Linked DNA regions of Zea mays: region 1 is linked to region 2. The links are chromatin contacts, called in public Hi-C maps. All regions are on one chromosome and are shown on one strand. The core of a region is the stretch at or near the end of the contact, and the rest is flanking DNA. Distances in the headings are between cores, read along the strand shown.

Region 1 (3,366 bases), core at 497-2,996, 46 kb before region 2:
TGTATGCGGAAGAATTACACTGTAACCATATCTGTTTTGGTGTCCACGTTCAATTTCTCACCCTGGAGCTGAACAAGAGCTAGTTCAATAAAATTTTGCCCTGAACTCCTTTTTTTTTCATCCGGTTCTAACTGATGCCTAACAGGGTCTATGCAGTGATGTAGTATTTATGCCTTTCTTCTTTGTGTTTTTTATTAGCAGAAAATACAGGTTTTCTATTTATGCTTTTGTTAGAGAACTAGCTCTTGGAGAGGGGGCATATTGACCCCATTTGGAAGGGTTTGCATCTCAGCAGCAGCAGGTATCAGAATTGAGAATACTGCCTAATGTGCTCGACAAGTAAAAGCTGGATCTCTTTTGTCTATGGCACTTTCATGCTATTCATACGCGGTCTTCTCCTGCATTGGCATTGCAAATCTCCGTTTAATTAAATTTCTGGTGGTTATAGTAAGGCTACAGGAAACCTTCCATGGCCAGGCACCTCTGTGTAACTGTCACGTGACCTGGCTCTCACTATTCTGAACATTCATCTTGTGCTGACTGCTGAACGCCTGGGCTCTGTTCAGCGACTGATGTAACACATCGTATTTTGGAGAAGGCAAAAAAAGAAAAGAAAAAGAAGGGATAGGGACAGGCTACTTGTCTGCCAAGTGCTACCCATCGATCATCGTATCTGCGAAGTATTTTGGATGAGGTTTGCAGATCTTGCACCGCGTAGTATAATTCTTTGTCACAAGAAGCTCGCTCGCCGAGCTACCGTGTTCATATATCGTCTTACACTGGCCGCCTTGTCAGCATCAGAGCAGTAAACAACAATTGCTCTTTGCCTGAGCCTGGGGCTAGAGCCAGTCCATTGATTATCTATCCATTGATCTATTTGTTAAAGTATGAAATATAAATAAAATAATAGAAATGTAAATGAACAAGTGATTGAAAAAAAACATATATTTGTATTGATCTAATCATAAAATATATGCATGGTGAAGTGGTGTGGTGAAAGGATATCTTGTCCTGAAGGATAATATAAAATCATTTTCACTCTCTGTCAGAGGATGTGTCTGTTTGGTGGTTATGGTATCACCTAACATAGTTACTAATGTCCACTCTAGTCTTGATCATCCATAGAAAGGTGTCTATCTAGAGAGACATCTTCAACATATGTCTTTTGTGTGCACTTTGTGCTTAATCATGCGCACGGAGAAAAACTTTCCGGTTACCAACACGAGTTTTTTGTGCTCACTTTATCATCACCAAGCACGCTTAACTCAGATGTGTGTTTGAGACAGATTTCCGAGAAAGAAGTTGCACTTTTTTGGTATGCGTATTCTATCAATCATATTAAGTCTTTGACTAGGTTGTCACAATCCACCTACGAGCCCCAAACACACTTAATTTTTATATGTTCTTCGAGATAGAATTTCAAAAAAAGATGTTGTTATGAGTATTCTATCAATCCTATTAAGTCTCGGACTATGATATCACAATCCACCTGAGCCAATATATGACAATAATGCCTAATTTAATTTTAGATCAACTAAGAAAATTGTCTATTTAGAAAGATATCTATATTTAAAGGGACATGTTTCGTCTAGCTCCTTTTTTTTTAAAAAAAAAGAGGAGGGGAGAAACTACAGGCGGCTATGCTCTGCAGCTCTCGACTCGATCGTTGAGCTTCACCTGCACCCTCGTGACTCGTTGACATGGGCACCAGATTATGGGTATCCCCAGCCGCTGTCGCAATCACGAATGCCTGTCAGCACTGCCGCGCTGGTTGCAGCCGCCGTCCGCACTGCAATGCCAATGCATGCATGCTTGTCAACGGCGGCTGCGTGCGTTGGCGTACGTATGCTGCTGGGCCAGCGGTGACCAGCTGGTTTCTATATGTTCGTTCCAAGTTAGATAAAAAACTATTGTGAGGAGTATGTACGTTCCAACTTCCAAGTTACTCACGCGTTCTATACACAAAAACTATATTCTCTCCTTCCGATTTTGTCTTTCTAGGTTTGTCTCAGCTGATCAAACTATTTAAACTTTGATATATATATATATATATATATATATATATATATATATATATATATATATATATAATTAAATTGTTTTGAACTAAAAGAATTACATATGATGATAGTTCAAGTTACGATAAATCTAGTAATTTCACTAAGATCTTATAGAACATCTGATGATATAACCGGTCAAAAAGTTAATAGTGATTGACTTAAAACAAATCCAAAGGAACAAACTCATATGGACTGAGGGAGTATTGTGTAATGAAGTTTTATGTGTCATCGTTGTACAATTAAACTCAAGAAAATTATTAAAAATCTAAAAAATGATAAAATGTTTTTGTTATTTGCTTTACTAATATTTTAAATTTCAAATTTCAATTCATCCTATATTAAAACATATAAAAATAGAAAAAAAACTGTCCAATACAAAGAAAAATCAAAATAATGGGAACTTGCAGAGTATCACGCGCGCGGACCCTGCGGATTGTTAATGACTAGAGACACTCCAGTGACAGCGTAGACACAGTTCGGCGGCGGCATCGGGAGAATATAAGTACATTATTTTTTATATTATTATATATATATACAGGCGATATTGTAAATGGGTTGCTGATCGAACGGCCGCCCGGCCGGATTAATAACGAAGCGACGACTTTGAGAGTTACGACAACAATCAGCTGACACTATTATATTGCACAATCGATCTATACTTCTGGTTAAAAAAAAACCTGGTCGTTCAGTCTCCGTTTTTCGGTCTAAACTGTAAATCTAGGAGACTGGGACTAAAGATCTCATCTTTTAGCTTAGTCCCCTGAACCAGCAACTGGGATTGAAGAAAGGAGACTTTTAGTCTCCGTTGCTGTTATTAACGAGCACTAAGGTAGTGTTTGGTTGAAGAGACAAGTAGAATGGAGCCGTTTTGTCTCAGTTTTGTTGTTGTTTGGTTACAAAGTAAGTAGAACGGAATGACTCCAATTAGTGAATATTCTCCTCAGATCCGGAACCATTCCGCTCCAAAAAATCAACCGGACGGAGCCGCTCCGTTCTCATCCCGCTCTCACAGTCACGCTCCGTTCCGTTCACTCTGCAACCAAACAAAAAACAGAGCGGCTCCGTTCCAGATTACCAAGCACAGAACAGAGCGGCTCCGTTCCTAGAATCAGGGATGGAACGACTCCGTTCTACTTGGCTCCTCAACCAAACACTACCTAAAGGTCTCATTTTTATGGTTTCTTTTTATTTATTTTTTCTATCTTAAATAGTTTTTCGTGTAGGTTTGTACGTCCATAAACTATGCATATGTTTTTAAAATGTGTTGGGTACCATAATTAGGGGTACCCCCAACACTCCTAAACTC
Region 2 (3,122 bases), core at 429-2,928:
CATATGTGACATGTGTACATTGTGAGTTTTTTTTTTCTATTCCCACTTCCCTAATACTAGTAGTCAAGAATTCAATGTACTTAGGGAAGAGCTTAAAGTCTGCAACATGCACAAATTTTCACAATGTCAAGGTCATAATACGTGGTAGTCAAGAATTCAATGTACTTCAAGATTAGTATGCCTCTTGCGGTGCATATATATACTATGTCGATGGCAAACAAGTGGACTGCATATATACTAGCTAATTATTAGTATCTCTATCTAGATAACGTTTTAGACTAAAAATGCATTCATTAATTAATCTATGAATATAGTTTGTAGGTGCGTCCGTATTTATTATATTGATTTAATATGGATGGAAAGACTAGAAAGAACTAAATTTTAGGACAGAGGAATATGTTTTATTTTCTACAAAATGAGTATGTACGCGTACTTTAAGAAACAAAATGAGTATATCTGCATATATATATATATACATGTACTGCCAGCAGGGAAGCATCTTAGTATGCGTTTGTATATCGTCTTAGTATTTGCATATCAATAAACGCCGGTAGTACATATACGCACCTGGAGAATTAATGTAGATGTAGATGGCAGCAGCACACAGTGCAGACATGCAAGGAAGTCGTAGGCAAACAAAGCATGTATCTATCATATTCTAGTCTAAAAAGTAGGAAGCAATCCAACCACTAACACCATAAAAAAGGGTAGAAATGACAAGGATTTGCATGCAAAGCAATACCTGTACCTGGTGACGGAGGGTACGTTTTGATCTGGCTTTTCGGTTCGAACTGAACGGTGGTTAACGACCACGAAAAATAAAGGCGTGTCAGGTCCGGTATTCGTATATATACCAGTGATGTCTGAATATTATAAAACATGAAAAAAATATATATGTAAAGAACAGCTAGCTACATTCCGGCATCAGGAATAGAGAGAAGGAAGGGGGATCGGATCAGCTACCGGCCGGTGCGTGTACGTGGCCAACTGTGCCGTGTTGTGCCGTGCATGCGCGTGGCTGGCGGCGACAGGGCCCCGACCGTACCAACCCCCCGCGCCACGCCTTTTTCCCGGACGGACGACAGCAACACAGCAGGCAGCAGCCGCGAGTGCATGCGCGCGCGGCGCGACCTGACCAGACCTCAGGGTGCCTCAATGCAAAGCTAGCTAGACCTAGACGACATGGAAATCCAACTCCAATCCGGAGTCCATCAGACCAAATTAAAGCAATGTGAAAACCTCTTTTCCCCCCCTCCGAGACTAGACTAAAATTCCGCAACAATGGAGTATGTGTGTGTGTGTGAATCTTGTAGGATGCTTTCATTCGTTTCAAACTTTGTTGACATTGCTCACCTACCCCCTACCATGCATGAACGACGAAGAACAGTCCTCCAATTCCCTGCTTCATCATCAGACCCATATACAATTCAATATATGCTCTACTACAAAGTGTTAATAAATAAAGAGGAAAAAAGAAAAATTCCGTGGATGGCAGCAACCTGGAGCACAGATAAGGCCTCTGTATTCAATTCAATAATCCAAATACGAAAAGCTGCCGATCGACATCGCAGTCTCATGCATGAATGCATCTCATCCTTCCCACTGCTGTCGCCCAGCAGCTAGCTATGTGCCTGTCTTCTGTCTATATAAACCTGGCGTCCCGCGTAGGGAAGGCGTACTACCAGGTCCCCATTGCGGCCTCCTGCCTCCACTCCACCTCGAAAGGGCGAGGCGGGGCAGCTAGCACCGCAGCTGCTGCTTCTTCCTCCACGCCGGTGCACCGGCAAATAACCCCCCCGCGGGCACCCGCCGCCCCGAGCGTAGCGCGCGCCATATGACGACGGCGTGGTGTTGGCCGTGGCCGTGGCAAGCGACCTTGCTCGCGGCCGCGGCGTGGCTGTGCCTGCACGCGGCCGTGGCGCGGCTCATGGAGGCGCTGTGGTGGCGGCCGCGCCGGCTGGAGCGCCACTTCGCGCGCCACGGCGTGCGTGGGCCGGGCTACCGCTTGTACCTGGGCAGCTCCATCGAGCTCAGCCGCCTCATGGAGGACGCCTCCTCCCGCCCCGCGCCGCGCGATGAGCCGCACCGAGTTCTGCCCCGGGTGCTCGCCTTCCACCACCATTGGGACAAACTCTACGGTACGGTATATCGATCGACACCCCACTAGTTGGCCTGTTGCATGCCTAATCTCTGCAGTGCATCCTGGATCAATAATCAACTAATTACTTAATTAATCCATCCAGTTCTTCTCTTACGATCACCTGAGATTCGTCCATCCATCGAATTCTTCAAAACATTATTCCCTTTTTTTATTTCCTTCGATCGAAAACCTTAGCCTTTGACAAAGCCAAAAGGAAGAATCAACGACGGTGCAACTTTACAGGTTTACCGGTTCCAACTCCGCATGAATGGAAATTAAACAAAAGGCGTGCATTTGCGCGTATGCATATACAAATCTATATCATATTTTTTAAATAAATAAATAAATAAAAGAGTGGACGTACGACGCGCGCGCGCGGGCGGGAAAGGAGGCGACATGCTTCCATGCTTTTGGCAGACAGAAACACAACAACTCATCTAAACTATGCTCTATTGTTGAGTAGAGTGACCTTCATTTCGTCATCTCAGTTTCGCTTTGAATTCACCAACTCAATCTCACTTTAAACATATGTGGATCCATCCGTGCGGTACGTGCAAGCGGCCGGCTTTCATGCTTGCTTCGTGCTTCGTGCAATCTCACTTTAAACATATGTAGAAGTTGTAGTCAGAGTTGATCGAGCGAGGATCCAAACCCGTTGGTTGCTTACTCGCTGTTAGTTTATGCTATATTATGCTAATCTTTGCGGAGATCGTTGATGATAATTAGTCGACGCGGTTTGTGGAGTATAACATGGAAAGGACAACCCTAGCCAGCTACGACGACTTACCTACACATGCTATAGATCATGCGCATGCATGCATGTGCGTTTAAAACACTGAAGCAAAGTGCTGCGGCCTTAGCTTGGCTGCACGGCAACCCAGTACGCCTAGAGATTTTATCATTGCCTGCTTGCACTTGCCGCGTTTCCCATGGTATGGTATCACATGCATATGCGCTTGCTTGATCATGCTACGTCGGATGC

What was found. Hi-C and Micro-C count contacts between places; a contact is called where the count stands out from the background.
Region 1: a contact with region 2 is called in a Hi-C map of leaf mesophyll, with 2.2 times the contacts expected there. The contact joins the enhancer-like site here to the promoter of LOC103634425 in region 2. A contact is called at or near these places in 19 of 25 Hi-C or Micro-C datasets (bundle sheath, ear, endosperm and 6 more).

What each region holds. Positions count from the first base shown.
Region 1 is chr7:179,537,236-179,540,601 of Zm-B73-REFERENCE-NAM-5.0, reverse strand. It overlaps LOC100280627, which reads left to right. Exons shown (of 12, transcript NM_001371672.1): 12 at 1-364. The coding sequence ends at 25. Among protein-coding and RNA genes, the nearest start is that of LOC100280627, 16 kb to the left of the region's middle. Within about 2 kb of position 1,746, at least 6 of the 20 cell types and tissues checked have an H3K27ac peak or open chromatin away from gene starts, as enhancers often do. A contact at or near this core is called in bundle sheath, leaf mesophyll, root tip and 1 more, where this site is marked.
Region 2 is chr7:179,491,524-179,494,645 of Zm-B73-REFERENCE-NAM-5.0, reverse strand. It overlaps LOC103634425 (cytochrome P450 734A5), which reads left to right and starts at 1,678. Exons shown (of 2, transcript XM_008655948.3): 1 at 1,678-2,138. The coding sequence starts at 1,835.